Linked DNA regions of Mus musculus: regions 2, 3, 4 and 5 are each linked to region 1. The links are chromatin contacts, called in public Hi-C, HiCAR-type and promoter capture Hi-C maps. All regions are on one chromosome and are shown on one strand. Each heading gives the region's core, a stretch centred on a gene start, on an enhancer-like site or on the middle of the called end of the contact. The rest is flanking DNA. Distances are from core to core; before and after follow the strand shown.

Region 1 (2,696 bases), core at 81-2,580:
AAAATAATAATTAAAAAAAATGACCATCAGCAATCAATCCATATTTAACGTGATGATGCAGCCTCTAATTGTTAAAAAAAAAAAAGTTATTTAGTGGAAATTTTCATATACTCCAAATTTGTGGACGTTGGATGAAGCTAGTACCAAGCTAAGTGTCACACATAGTAGCTCTGATAAAGCAAGCAACCAAATCTAATGTATGATTATAAAGAAAGCTGCTGGGTAGTGGTGACACATGCCCTTAATAGGACCCAGGAGGCACTAGCAGGCGAATCTCTGAGTTTGAGTCTAGCCTGACAGAATGAGTTCAAGGACAGCTACAGAGAGAAAACCTCTTACCAACCAAAAACAAACAAACAATAACAAAAAGAAAGCCATATCTTTGCTTATTTCAACAATTTGCACATGTTGCTATCTGAGCTGACCTGGTGGCTAGATTCAAGCTACCTTAAGGGTAGAGTAAGTGATACAGGCAAGATCTGAGGAAGTCCGAAAGTAAGTTACACGGACAGATTTTTTTTTCTAATTCTCGACCAGACTAGTGTAAGTAAAATAAATGCTAATGAACTGACACACTAGTTAAGTATTCACTGGGCACTTTCTTCTATAGAATGGCAATATTCACGGGTTGAGGGCCTTGAAGAAGTCTCTCTCCTGTGGTATCTCCCAATTGAGTTTCTTCTTTCGTTGCATTCACTAATGCTTTTGCTACCTACATTATTAAATTCTCCCCGAAAAGGATTTGCTGAGCAGGTAATCAAATCTTGTTCCCCCAAAAGGGAACTGTTTAATTTCAATGATCAATGAAATTGACATGGAGAATTTAATTGGAAGGAGATTCTACATCTTGACGAAGCCATCTTTCCAGTGCCCTCAGATACTCAAGCGGTTTTCAGGACTTCCATGCCTACAACTCCCGGGAAGCACAAGATCGAAAACGCGGCACTCTACACTTAAGGAACAAGTCCCAGAATCCCACCGGGACTCCAAATCCCAGAATCCCGCGCAGCAAATACATTCCGGAAGCGTGGCGGGCTAGCTGGGACGAGACTAAATAGAAGAAATAGGGGAAGCAACCTTGAGCGTGGGTGCTCTGTAGGTTGTTTTGTAGAAATCCTTCCATTTAAAGGCGTGGTTTACAATTACTTATATTAATATCCAAGTATATTCCCATTTCAGAGCGTCTGTTAGTAGGCTGGTGGGTTCTGTTCCCTCTGCTAGCCTCTTCTCCCCCCCGTGAGGATGAGAGCGCCGGGGCTCCGCGACTCCTGAGCCCGCCCTGCCGCGGAATGCGGCCTTGGGAGCGAGCGTGGTGGGAGGAGCCGCGGCGGGAGGCGTGTTGTGCCGGGCGGAGGGAGGAGCGCTGGGGCTCGGGCTTGGCGGCGAAGCGACCCCTTGCTCGCTCCGCGCCGCGGGCTAGGCGTGTTGGTCGGCGAGGCGGGCGGCCACGGCTTCCCGACAGGCTCGGGAGGCCGAGACCCTCGCGGCGCCCGGCGCTGCCCCGGCCCCCTCGGCCTCCTGCGGCGAGGCGGGGGAGTGAGGAGATGCCGACCCAGAGGGACAGCAGCACCATGTCCCACACGGTCGCGTGCGGCGGCGGCGGGGACCATTCCCACCAGGTCCGGGTGAAAGCCTACTACCGCGGGTGAGTGTTGGCGGTCAGGGACCCGAGCGATCGTGGGGGCGGCGAGAGGTGCGGTTGGTGGCACCCTGGACGTATGAGTGTAGGTCGCCAGGAGTCGGCGGAGGAGAGTGGGCGCAACCGGAGGGGAGGACAAATCAGCTGACGGAGAAATTTGCAACTGTTTCGGGACTGGGTGGATTGAAGATTTCGAGGGAAGCCTCTGTTCACTCACTACTGTGGGCACGCAAGCCTGGACTGCTTCGTTAGGTGGCTCCTTTCATTGCAGACAGGCCTGAAGCCTCCGTCTTATAAATCAGGTTTACATCTATCCTTCGCCGTGGGAGAGTTCATGAAATAAGTCTGGACTATGGTCAGAGAGCCGCTATAGGTGTTAGAGTTAGTACCAAAGTCGATACTTTTTAATAGGATGTGCACTGGATCCTGGGTGGTCAGAATTAAGGTGCAAATGTGCTGACCCACATTTTGGAAGTTAGGGTGAGCTATCGAAAGGTGAGAAGCCAAGGCTTTAAATTCTAGAAACGATCTTTACCCCACTTGATTACCAAACGTTTAAACTAATGTCTCTGCCAAAAGTAATCCAGTTCTGAGCATAGCCCAAATCATTTTCTATCGTGACTTATCATAAAGTTCTTCCTCTCCTTTGACTTCAGTGTGTGGTTTGAGATAATTTAGGATCTCTGCTGAGGTGAAAGGCCAGCGTGAGCATAAAGACTGGAGAGCAGGGATTAACAGAAGACCTCTCTGCTTGTCTAGGCAGAAATAAATTGCTTTTAAAAGCTTCAAGTGCTACAAGGTTAAAAGAGCTGTGCGTGCTTTCACATTCCTGAGGGGATCAGTGAAGATAGCAGACCTTCCCGGTTCTTTCTTGTTTTCCTTTCAAGAGAACTGAAGCTGCACATGTCTTAATGTGTACATGTAAGGCCTTAGATTTGTGTGTTATCTTCCAGCCTCTGACATTGACTGATTTGGGACTAATTCGTAGAATTTGCAGTAGACAATGTTCTTTTCACTTAAAACAGAGAAAATGAGGTTAAAATAGTCTCCGCAAACG
Region 2 (2,696 bases), core at 130-2,629, 1.8 Mb after region 1:
CAGGCCTGAAATCCAGCAGTGGGGAACCAAATGGGGGTGATGGGTTGGACTGGGGCAGGGGGATCACCAGGAGTCAACATCAACTTGGGATTCAAAGTGACAAAAATAAAAGTAAACACCCTTTCAGAGATGTGCAGTTTTTGTTCCCACCAACAATGTGTTTGAGGGTGTTTCTCAAGCCTGGACTAATTTGATAGATCTTTTATCAGCTGCCAGATGAGAAACAAATCTCACCGATTTGACTTTTTGTTTAATTCGAGATTGGATATTAAGCTTTCAACATTTTAAATCAACTTTCTTTCTGTAGCCAGTTTGTGAACAGGCAGAGATCCTACTAGATAGGGAGGAAGCCAAGTGTAATGTGTGTAATTCTTTGCTCTGAAGCAATGTGAGGCAGAGACATTTAGTGACATCACCAGCGACTTTCAGGATAGTCTTATCTGGAGAGACTTACAGAATGCTTTGGATCTGCACCTTCTCGCTGTCACGAAGAGCTATGCCCTGGTAGTAGGATACACATAGTTAGGGAACCTCAGTGGAATAGCCGATGTAGGATGGGTGGGTATTTACTTATTTATTTTAAAGACAGCATCTCATGTAGCTAAGCCAAGGCTAATTTTGAGCTCCTGTACCTGTTTCCACCTCCTCATTCCATGGGTTATTTATTTATTTACTTTTTTTTTTTTAAGAAGATGATAGACATGAGAGTATACGTCACGAACACGCTCTATTTGCATATTATTAAGCCCCCCCCCCCATTATTTTATTTTGAAGAATCCACAAGCAAGGGCAGAACATGAATCCTCAAATCAGGCTACCGAATGTTCGAGAAGGGCCTTGAGTCATAGGACGGCATTGTAAAGATGGAGAAAAATAGACATCCTTATCTGGTTGTGTGGGGGAGGGGGTAGAATTCCTACAGTCTACCCTTGCAACATATAGGGAAACATACCTCTTCCTTCTCCAGGCCTCGATGGAGTCTAGTATCTTTTACAGAGCTTTGCATGTTTAAAAAAAGTGAGAAGTAAGAATCTAAGAGAAGGCGACTCCTGAGTCCCACCCACCCCTTTCCGATCTATGGGGAGGTCGCGCTGTGCACCGCTTTTTTGTGCGGGCTTCCCAGGACCTGATCCTGGGCAGTTGGGGATTACATCCCCGAGGGGCCATGGCGGGTCGGGAGGCGTGCGTGGGGACCCGGGGCCTCCCTGGTTCCCACTCCTGCGTCCCCGCCCTCGCGGCATCCCCCTCCCCGGCGCTGCGGCTGGCGCGCGCCCCGCCTGACGCTGCAGCTGGGCCGGCGACTCGCCATTGGATTAAAAATAGCAGCTCCCGCCCGCCGGCCGGCCGGGGCAGAGGCCGAGCCTCCCGAGCCTAAACTGATCCTCAGCCCGCGCGACCGCCGCGTCCAGGTCCTGTTCTCCCGCTGCGCCGCGCTCCTCCCCAGGCCCGCTGCGCTCCGCGGTCATGCAGCGCCGGGGCGCCCTGTTCAGCGTGCCGGGCGGCGGCGGGAAGATGGCTGCAGGGGACCTGGGCGAGCTGCTGGTGCCTCATATGCCCACGATCCGCGTGCCCAGGTCGGGGGACCGCGTCTACAAGAACGAGTGCGCCTTCTCCTACGACTCCCCGGTAAGGAAGATCCACGGCGCAGTTGCGCAGCCAGCCTGGGAAACGGGGTGGCGCACAGGGCAGGGGACCCGATGAGCTGCGGGCCCGGGACTTTTTCCTCCTCCTGCTGCCTCTCCTCCAGCTTTGGCTCCCTGGCACCAAGTGAGCGCCTCCAGGCTGCTGCGGACGAAGACTGGGTTCCCTGGGCCCTTCGCTCCGCTAGCCTGTGGCTAGGATGCCAGGGCCCCAGTCGTCAGTATTCTGCCCAAAGCCCCAGTATCGAGAAAGGCAAGCAAGAGTTAGTCCAGGGTTCTGAGCTGTTCTCGCGGGCGACAGAGGGTGGGGACGTGGTAGGTGAGAGTCCCCTAGCCCGCGGCACGCTCAGTCTCTCTCTCTCTCTCTCTCTCTCTCTCTCTCTCTCTCTCTCTCTCTCTCTCTCTCCTTTCTCTCCCTCTCCTAGAAGCCTTTTTTTTTTTTTTTTTTTTTTTTTTTTGCCCAGGGTTTCCCACTGCGGGACAATGCTGATGGACTCTGAGCTCGCCTCTCTCTCCATTTCCCATCCCATTCCTTTCTGGCTATTGTCAGGTCCGGTGGTCCCATTAGGGCAGCAGAAATAAGGGGTCTGCCGCTGGCTTATTATGGCTCCCTAAAGCCTTACTCAAATCTTTCCCTTCTAAGTGAGTCACTGGGCTGACGTGCGCTATGTGAATTATTAAAAGTTCACTCCTGATTCGTGACCCCGCAGGAGGAGGGGAAGTTAAGAGACATCCTGGCCTTCCACCAGGGAGGCTGGGGGAGGTTTCCAACCCGGTGGGTTGTGAGGTTGTGGAAGCTTGCGAGGCAGAGGCAGGGTGAAATGCCCCCTACAGTAGTCAAAATGGGCTTCAAAGTGACTCAGCTGTCTGGCGGCTATCTGCCTTTTTGAGGACCAGGTTATTTTTATCCTTCCACTTTGGATCTCATATGTCACCCAGCAGATCTTGGGGCATCGTGAGGTGCATGGGTTGGAGGGAGAGACAGGTTTCACAGAGGTTGTACAACATATATAGTTATTAGGGGCTTCGACCCTAAAAGAGAGGCAAAACCTCAGA
Region 3 (2,696 bases), core at 97-2,596, 1.5 Mb after region 1:
CCGTGGCTGGGACTTTGCAAGTGACTTTGGATATAAGTTACCCCACTCGATTTAGCTATTCACGTACAATTAGTTGAACCTTAAGGGCTTTAGTTACAAAACCGAGAAACACTCACAAATTGTACTGAAACCTCTTTAACTCTCACCCAGATTAGGGGGTTGGGGTGGGGCAGCTCAGTGGATGAGAGCTAGGATTATATTTAAAAATGTTTTAAAATATATATATTTTATTTTTATCTGTATGAGTGTTTTGCCTGAATGTATGTCTGTGCACCACTTGTGTTCCTGGCGCCCATGGAAGCCAGAAGGCTTCAGGCGACCTAGAACTGGATTTACACGTGAGCTCAGACGTGAACCTCATTGTGGGTGTTGGGAATAAAACCTGAATCCCCTAGTGGAAGAGCCAGTTTTCTTAACAGCTGAGCCATCTCTCCAGCCCCTGGACTCCATTCTTAACACTGAAGGAGGAGCGAGAAAGAAAACACACAGCCGCACTCTGGACTGTTGCTTGTAACGCTGAGGGCTCACACCTCAGCACTCACCCTGCCAAGCACAGACAACCACCGAAATCTACTGTCAGCCCGAGGGATAATTCAAAAACAATGTTCACAGTTATTTATGCTCATCTAATTTAATCCTTTGCTTATTGACGGTCAAGGTACGAAAAGGATTTAAATGACAGAATGCAATCCTTTGTGATAACCTCGGTTCACTCCATCAGGTCTTCTTTTTAGGATTTATTTATTTTTGTATTTAGGTGGGGGGATGGGGAGGTGTGTATGCCTGCGGAGGCTTCACATCCCTTGCTGTTGAGTTACAGTAAAGGCGTTTGTGAACTATCATGTGCATGCTTTCTCTAGAAGAGAAATAAAACTCTCTTAACTGGGGGGAGCCATTTTTTCAGCTCTCCCTTCTCTAACTCCACCTCCAATCTCCCAAGACTTCAAGAACCCAGGGTGTGGTCTGAGGACCCATCTCGAGTCACATCGCGTTTTTTCTCGGCCCTGGACTTATCTAGCCCGGATGTTGGGATTTGAGGACAACCACCATGCGTGAAACACTAATGATCCTGAAGACCCTGAGGATCGATCACTGCGGCCTTCCAGGAAACCGATGAGTGGGACAGCGCTGACCTCAGGGGGGAAGGTGGCACGGCCCGGATGTGCCCGTAGGGGACGCTAGACAGCACTGCTAGTCTCTCCTTGTCCTGCTGTTAGGCCCCGCCCTTAGCATGAAGCCACGCCCCCTCCATGCTCAGGCCACGCCCTCATCCTTAGGGTTCCCGCCCCCCGTCCCCCATCTTTACTCTCGCGGCCCGCTGTGGCGCATGCGCGGGGTGACGGGGTGAGTGCTGCTGGGCCTGGCGGGCAGGGAAGGGCAGGGCCGGGGAGGGCGCGGGCGGCTGGGCAGGGCGCGGGCGGTGGCCCGGCAGCCCCCTCCGTCCCATCATCCGGGCGTGTCTCGCCGGAGCTGCGCTGCTACGTGAGGTGAGGGCCGGCCTCCGGGGCCTGCGTGCCAAGCGAGGGCCGCGGGGCGAGCGGGGCCTGCCCGGCCCGGTGCGTGTCGGCCGCTCGGGTGGACTCGGCGGCGGGGGGGCCTATGCCGGCCTGCAGGAGGCTGCTCCCGCGGGAGACGCTGGAGTCCAGCGGGGACCCGGCCCTGAGTCCTCACGGACAGAGGCTCCCAGGAGAGGCCAATCAGACCAGCGCTCTTCGAATTCCTGTAATCTGTGACAGGGACTTGTGTAGCCTAGGCTAGCCGGAAAGGCGTGTGCCACCACGCCGGGCTTCAATTAGAACGGGAAAATTCTCTTTCTGTTTGAAAATGTACGTGCTTATTGCGTGTATGCATGCGCACGTGTGCCATGGCGCAAGTGTAGAGGTCAGAGGACAACTTTCCAAGAGGCTGTTCTTCCCACCTTGCGGGTTCCAGGGAAGACACCCAGGTCGTCTGGCTTAGCTGTAAGCGCCTTCTGAGCCCTGGAAATATTTTTTGTTTGTTTGTTTTAATGGAGGTGAAAAAATAAAGTGTTATAAACGTCTTCAAAACGCAACGACCCAGTCTCAAAAAATTCGGTGCTGGGTGCTGGAGAGAACACCCAGTTGGAGTAGGTTCATGATTGCCTCCAGATCAGACACCATCTCGGACTACACATGCGCGCGAAAACAGCCTTTTAAAAATATGTCTTGGTGCGGGGCAGTGGTGGCGCACACCTTTAAACCCAGCACTTGGGAGGCAGAGGCAGACGGATTTCTGAGTTCAAGGCCAGCCTGATCTACAGAGTGAGTTCCAGGACAGCTGGGCTACACAGAGAAACTCTGTCTCGAAAAAAACAAACAAAAAAAGTGTCTAGGCATTGTGTGAAGACATCCGAGGTTTCATGAGAAACCTTTGAAAAGGTTTGTCTATGGGAAGCACTATTAAGTGTTGTGAAGGTTCCAGGTGCCAAGATGCCTCTGTGTGGGTGATGTGTTTGTTTTGTTTTTAGGACACAAGAGACTTTATGTGTAATCTTGCCTCAGCCTCCTGAGTGCTGGGATGTCAGCTGTGAGCCACTGAGCTCTGCTGTTGATGTGGAAGAGGGCAGTTGGGCCTTTTTAAAATGGGATTTTTTTTTCTGTCTTCAATGTTATCTCAAAAAGTGGAGAGCAAGCCAGTAGTGTTGTATGCCTTTAACAACAAATTGCCTAACCCCA
Region 4 (2,696 bases), core at 110-2,609, 1.5 Mb after region 1:
TGTGTCATGAGGAGCATCTTCACGTTCACTCGCTGGCTTGGTTGCTATTCTGTCTCCTGCCACGAAGCGACTTGCTGTAATTGCCTGCTCATAAAGGCATTAGCTCATAGCTGGGCGAGCCTCTCTACTTTGTGGTCTGACCCTTCTACCAGCCTGGAACCCACGCCCAACCCATCCAATGCCTCTCCTTCATGCCCTAAACCAAATACCCAGTAGAGTAGTTAAAGCTGGAGGTTAATGAGTACCCAGCTCCCAGTTCTGCTTATATTGCTAAGAGCCACCCAAGTTTTCTATAGTGGGAGAGCTTGGCTTCAAGGTGTCCTCTTCCCAAGAATGTACCAGAACATTTCTAATATCATATTTCAAAAGCCTGGTATGGCTCTCCTCTGCCCATTTCTGACTGTCCTGCTGCCCCAACTCTCACACAGGAGTTCAAGGCCCCACTCCTCTGAACTTCAAAATTCTTCTGCTTTGCATACCCTTGGGGAGAAGGGTCCTAAAATAATCTTTTTCACTTCCCACTTACTCAGTATAGTTGGGTGGTTAATACCAGTAATCTCTACACTTGAGAGGTGGAGGCAGAAAGAGCAGTTCAAAGTCAGCATCAGGTACAGAGCATGTTTGCAGTCAGCCCAGGCTATGTGAGATGCTGTCTTAATAATAATAATAATAATAATAATAATAATAATAATAATAAAGCTAGAATGTACATAATATATGCAGGCCTGTCTAGTTTAGAGAGTTCCAGGAAGGCACCACCGTGCTAGAGCACACAAAGACAAGTATCTCTATTTCAAGATAAGATGAGGGGCAAAGACCCAGAGTCATGCAGCTGCCTCGGTGGGGAGCTGGAACCTGAATCTTGGTCTGGACCATTAAGGCTTCACCAACAAGACCAAAGGCTGGTGTCATTTCTTTGTTCTTTCGTACAAGAGATATATTGCTGAGCACTGCTTTCAGTGCTGGGATCCATAGCCCACACCACCTGTGTCACCTGTGTACCCAGGTAGAGAGTGGTCCACACCTGGAATCCCAGCACTGGAGATCAGGAGGCAGGAGGATCATTCTTAACAATATAGAGAACTTGAGGCCAGCCTGGGCTACATGACAGCCTGTCTCAAAACAGCAACCAAAGGTGGGGGTGGGGTAGAGGTGGGTGGTAGGGGTACCTGGGAGGCATTGCAAGCTGGCCTCCTCAAAGCACCTACCAAACTCAGCTTTCAGCATGCCGCATTGTAGCCACACTGGCCTTGATTAGCAGGAGGCACACTGATGGGAGATTCAGGTGGGGAACTTACCTCCCTTGGCGCCTCCGGCCACCCTGTAGCGTGATTTGGACAGGGATGCTGAAGGGCTGCATGAGGCCAGGAGATGTCTGGATCGGATGCTCCCCGCCTGAGTTGTGCCCTTTTAGAGCGCAGGAGGCTTAAGCATCATCGGAAGTGGAGTCCCAGAGGGAGTTGCCAATTCCCTGCCTAGCCACAGACACCAGGACCCCTGCTGCATCCAGAGCTGGCGGGGTCCTCTAGAAGTTTCCTAGAGAGGTGGGAACTCAGGCAGCCTGGCTGCAAAGCAACGTTCAGGTATAGTTGCTCATGGAGTACCTAGGTGGTTCTGTAGCCAACAACACTCCCCCAGCATTGCCTGGCGCCTGTTCCACCTGACACCTGTGTTTCCTCTGAATTCACCAGGTGCATTGTCATAGAGACCAATAGGACTGTGGAAAGTTCTGAGGCCCCAGGGACTCTGTAATTGGGGACAGACATACCCAATACACAACGTGTAAGAAGAGGAAATGTTCTGTCCCAGACACATTCCCTTCTTTTTTCAAAATATTATGTTTGGGTACAGGCTTAATATAGTAGCCTTTTCTGAATAAAATTGTTCTGAATAAAAGAATAGCTTTACAAACCTGTGAGGTGACTCAGTGGGTAAAAGGTCATCTGGCCAAGCCTGGTGACCTGAGCTCCATGCCCAGACACCAGTGAAGGTGGAAGGTGAAAGAGCCAAGTCTACCAAACTGTCCTTCGAATTCCACACAAGCGCACAAACAGGTCATGCACACACACACCTGGCAATCATAATATTAATTCGTTTAATTTTTAAAATTAGATTTACAGCTGGCACAATAGTTTCCACTCAGAAGGCAAAGGCAAGAGGGTCAGAGCTCAGGGAGGTAGCACTAGGTGCTAAAAAAAAAAGCAGGTCGGCTAAGCCATGGAGGCGAACAAGTAAGCCACACTCCGCCAAGGCCCCTTCCTGTGTCCAGGTCCCTGTCCTGTTTGAGTTCCTGCCCTGGCTTCCCTCGGTGATGAACTGTGGTGTCCAAGTGTATACAGTACAAATAAGCCCTTTCTCCCCAGGTTGTTTTGGGTCATGTTGATTTATCACAGTATATTTGTTAGATTTCTGAAGCAGATTAAAGACACAGGAGGCAGCAAATGTCCAGACTGACCTCAACAGAAAATGGATACTACTTCTTTCAAAACATCGAAGGGTGAACCCTCTCCTGTGGGGAAGAGGTGCTCGCAAGGACGGGAGGAACCTACGGACTTTCTATAGGGAGTGTGGCAGTTGGAGAATAGGACAGAAGTGAGGGGCTACGTGTGAACCTTTCGGTTTGCCCTTTCCTAGTTTTGCCTGCTGCGTCCAGACAGGCTACAGGAGACCAGCTGACCCAGTGAAAGCAGCTTGAG
Region 5 (2,696 bases), core at 68-2,567, 1.4 Mb after region 1:
ATGGTTTAAAATACAAACCTTTCAAAAACACAAAATCCCTGTCCTGAAAGTGGATGAACAACAGACCCAGGAGACAAAGCTCATTTCATTACTTACGCACATCACACGCAGGAGACTTGTTTAAACCCCAGAGGGAGGGGGAAGTGAGCATCAGGGGCAGTGGTCAGTGTCTTTACTTTGAAGTCAACAGCAGTGTGTTTCTAAGGCTTTTGCTGGGGAGAAGCTTTCTGCCTCTCTAATTCTGCTGTTGGAATACAAGTGGGCGATTTTTAGACTTTTAAAATCAATAGGTTTTTTAAAAATTTTTTTATTTTAATTAACAGTTTTAACCCAGTAATTTTCACTTGCAGCACCTGTATATTGTCATTTGTAATACCTTAAGTATTTAACAAGTATACTATGTTCTATATCCTATAGAAATAAGTAGTTATATAAACTTTTATCTGGTAGACTGTGCAAAGTCAGGGTTTGAGTTTTATCACTGTCTGAATGCATGCATGCACGCACGCACGCACTCATACACACAGTCTCTCTCTATATATATATATGTGTGTGTGTGTGTGTGTATGTGTATTTATTTATTTATTAAGAAATTCCAGTAATTTAAGGAAAAAATTTAAAGTACACAGTTGTATGTACTATGTGAGTACAGCTAGAAAAAAGAAAGATATTAGAGAGTATGAAGATTTAGGCAGTGTATCTTCGTCAGTTTGTACTTTTTTTTTTCTCTGCTGTGCTTTGTTTCTGTTGCACACAGGGCTTTATGCCTGTGTGTACTCAATTAGCCCTCGATGTGAATGAAGTTCTGTAATGTGCGTGGGTGGATTTTACACGCAGACAGACACAAGCCACTTTGATGTGCATGTTAGGATATGTGGGGAATACTCTAGAAAGGAGCTGGGGTAACACTTTAGTTTTGTTCTTACAGGGTCTCCACATCTCACGTGATCTTTTTCTGTTCTAATGTGCTAACTTGTCTAAATTACTGTTTCTCAGTAGCAGTATCCAGTTGATTGAACTGATTGCCAGATATGCGTATTGCTTAAAAATCCTCTTATTTCTCATCTCATAATCAGTGCCCCCATAGCTCTATACTGTGTTTCTGGATTGTCTCACCCAGGTTTTGTTTCCTGTCCTGTTTAAGTTCCCATAGCGTTGAGAGTTGTCAGTATGGTAACTGGCAGAATTTCATGCACAAGCTATCAGGATAGGTTTTACAGAAGAAAGTCAGGGAGAGAGGCAAATACTTGAGCACCCTCACCCATCAGGCGTGCCTACCTGAAGCTCAGTGACCACAGGACGTCCAAAAGTACTTGATTAATCTGAGCTGACGAATTTATGTACAAGACCTTATTCTGAGGCACTTAAAGCCAAGGCCTTCGTATGTGTTCATCTCAAGTGGGCATCTGAAGCTTAGTTTTGTAGCCTGGCTGAAGACTCTGTTCCCAGGGCGTTGACAGAAATCAGAGGCCAGCTGTGGAATGAGAGCCTAGGAGCCCAGAGGACATGTAGCTGTGGTTTAAACCAAATGCTAGCAGTGCAACATTTAGTAGCATCTGTTCTTTTAAAAGAAACATTTTGGATAATTGGAATCATCTTCTAATATCCTTATACCCAGCTGTCAACTTTTTCTGCCAATATTTCTGGAATCAAAATCAAGAAAATAGACGTTAGGGGCACATAATTTGAAATAAGCCAAACACTGGAAAATTGTTTTATCTTAAAAGATTTCCAGCAGAGTTCCCCAGTGCCTAGAAAGATGCATTAAAAAGCAGATGCCTGTTCACCTTCCCCAGGATTAAGCGGAAGGACACACCCAGTCCATCCATAACACACTTGCAAGCATGAGGATAGATGGTGTCCCGGGACCCATATAAAAGCCATGCAAGTGAGCGCCTGTACTCCTGCAGCTGGGAAGGTGGAGCCAGGCAGGTCCTTGAGTTTCACCTAGTGAACTCCTCCAGGTCAAGTCAGAGACCTGTCTTAAAATAAGGTGAAGAGAGATTGAGGAAGACGCACAACCCCGACCAACCTCTGGCTTCCACATGTGCCTGCTTAACATACCTACAAGTATACATGCACACAGATGGACACATGCACATCACACTGACATGCTCACAAAAAATAAAATCATAAAAGTGTTTGAGAGACAAGCTGGCCACTGTTAGTAGCCACTGGATTTAAGGGATATTAATGTGAGCATCCTGATCCTAGTTTTGAGTTTCCTAATGTTTCTTTTATGGTTTGGTTTGGGTAGGTTTTTTCCCTCTGGAGAGAGGGTCTTCCTACTCAGTCTTGGCGGCTGGCCTAGAATGTGTTATGTAGACCAGGCTGGCCTCCAGCATGTAGTTCATAGATCTGCCTCTCCCTCCTGAGTGCTGAGATTAGTGTGTGCCTCTACACCCAACCCGTACTCTCTCTTAATCTTTGAAATGTTTATTGTTGTGTGTATGGGTGCACCATGATGCATATGTAGAGTGGTCAGAGGCCGGCTTTGTGGAGTCAGTCCTCCTTCTATCTTTACCTGGGATCCTGGATTGGACGGGTCATCAAGTTTCTGTGACAGGTGCTTTACCTGCTGAGTCCTGTGATTTTTACTAACCTGCTTAGTCAACCTCTTCCCCACCCCCTCCCCTCTCTCCCTTGGTTTTTTTTTTTGTTGTTGTTGTTGTTGTTGTTTTGTTTTTTTGTTTTTT

Evidence for each region. Promoter capture Hi-C pulls out the DNA fragments that hold promoters and counts their contacts. Hi-C and Micro-C count contacts between places; a contact is called where the count stands out from the background. HiCAR-type assays count read pairs that join an accessible place to other places.
Region 2: a contact with region 1 is called in a promoter capture Hi-C map of hippocampal neurons, with 2.7 times the contacts expected there. The contact joins the promoter of Usp13 here to the promoter of Prkci in region 1. A contact is called at or near these places in 1 of 39 promoter capture datasets (hippocampal neurons) and 1 of 115 datasets of contacts at active chromatin or transcription factors (astrocytes).
Region 3: a promoter capture Hi-C map of pre-B cells shows a contact between it and region 1, with 4 times the contacts expected there. The contact joins the promoter of Zfp639 here to the promoter of Prkci in region 1. A contact is called at or near these places in 8 of 39 promoter capture datasets (the 3T3-L1 cell line, 3T3-L1-derived adipocytes, the C10 cell line and 5 more), 3 of 484 Hi-C or Micro-C datasets (B cells, CD4 T cells and cardiomyocytes), 3 of 115 datasets of contacts at active chromatin or transcription factors (astrocytes, embryonic stem cells and stem cell-derived neural progenitor cells) and 3 of 9 other capture datasets (adipose tissue, embryonic stem cells and liver).
Region 4: a contact with region 1 is called in a Hi-C map of B cells, with 11 read pairs. The contact joins the promoter of Kcnmb3 here to the promoter of Prkci in region 1. A contact is called at or near these places in 1 of 39 promoter capture datasets (pre-B cells), 1 of 484 Hi-C or Micro-C datasets (B cells) and 1 of 115 datasets of contacts at active chromatin or transcription factors (astrocytes).
Region 5: a HiCAR-type map of astrocytes shows a contact between it and region 1, with 4 times the contacts expected there. The contact joins the enhancer-like site here to the promoter of Prkci in region 1. A contact is called at or near these places in 10 of 39 promoter capture datasets (the 3T3-L1 cell line, 3T3-L1-derived adipocytes, the C10 cell line and 5 more) and 3 of 115 datasets of contacts at active chromatin or transcription factors (astrocytes, epiblast stem cells and pancreatic cancer cells).

Annotation. Positions count from the first base shown.
Region 1 is chr3:30,994,441-30,997,136 of GRCm38.p6, forward strand. Prkci (protein kinase C, iota) reads left to right here and starts at 1,331. Exons shown (of 18, transcript NM_008857.3): 1 at 1,331-1,645. The coding sequence starts at 1,545.
Region 2 is chr3:32,816,247-32,818,942 of GRCm38.p6, forward strand. Usp13 (ubiquitin specific peptidase 13 (isopeptidase T-3)) reads left to right here and starts at 1,380. Exons shown (of 21, transcript NM_001013024.2): 1 at 1,380-1,626. The coding sequence starts at 1,465.
Region 3 is chr3:32,509,246-32,511,941 of GRCm38.p6, forward strand. Zfp639 (zinc finger protein 639) reads left to right here and starts at 1,347. Exons shown (of 7, transcript NM_144519.4): 1 at 1,347-1,487.
Region 4 is chr3:32,490,610-32,493,305 of GRCm38.p6, forward strand. Kcnmb3 (potassium large conductance calcium-activated channel, subfamily M, beta member 3) reads right to left here and starts at 1,360. Exons shown (of 4, transcript NM_001195074.1): 1 at 1,299-1,360. The coding sequence starts at 1,360.
Region 5 is chr3:32,411,349-32,414,044 of GRCm38.p6, forward strand. The region is part of intron 1 of Pik3ca (phosphatidylinositol-4,5-bisphosphate 3-kinase catalytic subunit alpha); the gene reads left to right. Among named protein-coding and RNA genes, the nearest start is that of Pik3ca, 16 kb to the left of the region's middle. Within about 2 kb of position 1,318, at least 9 of the 459 cell types and tissues checked have an H3K27ac peak or open chromatin away from gene starts, as enhancers often do.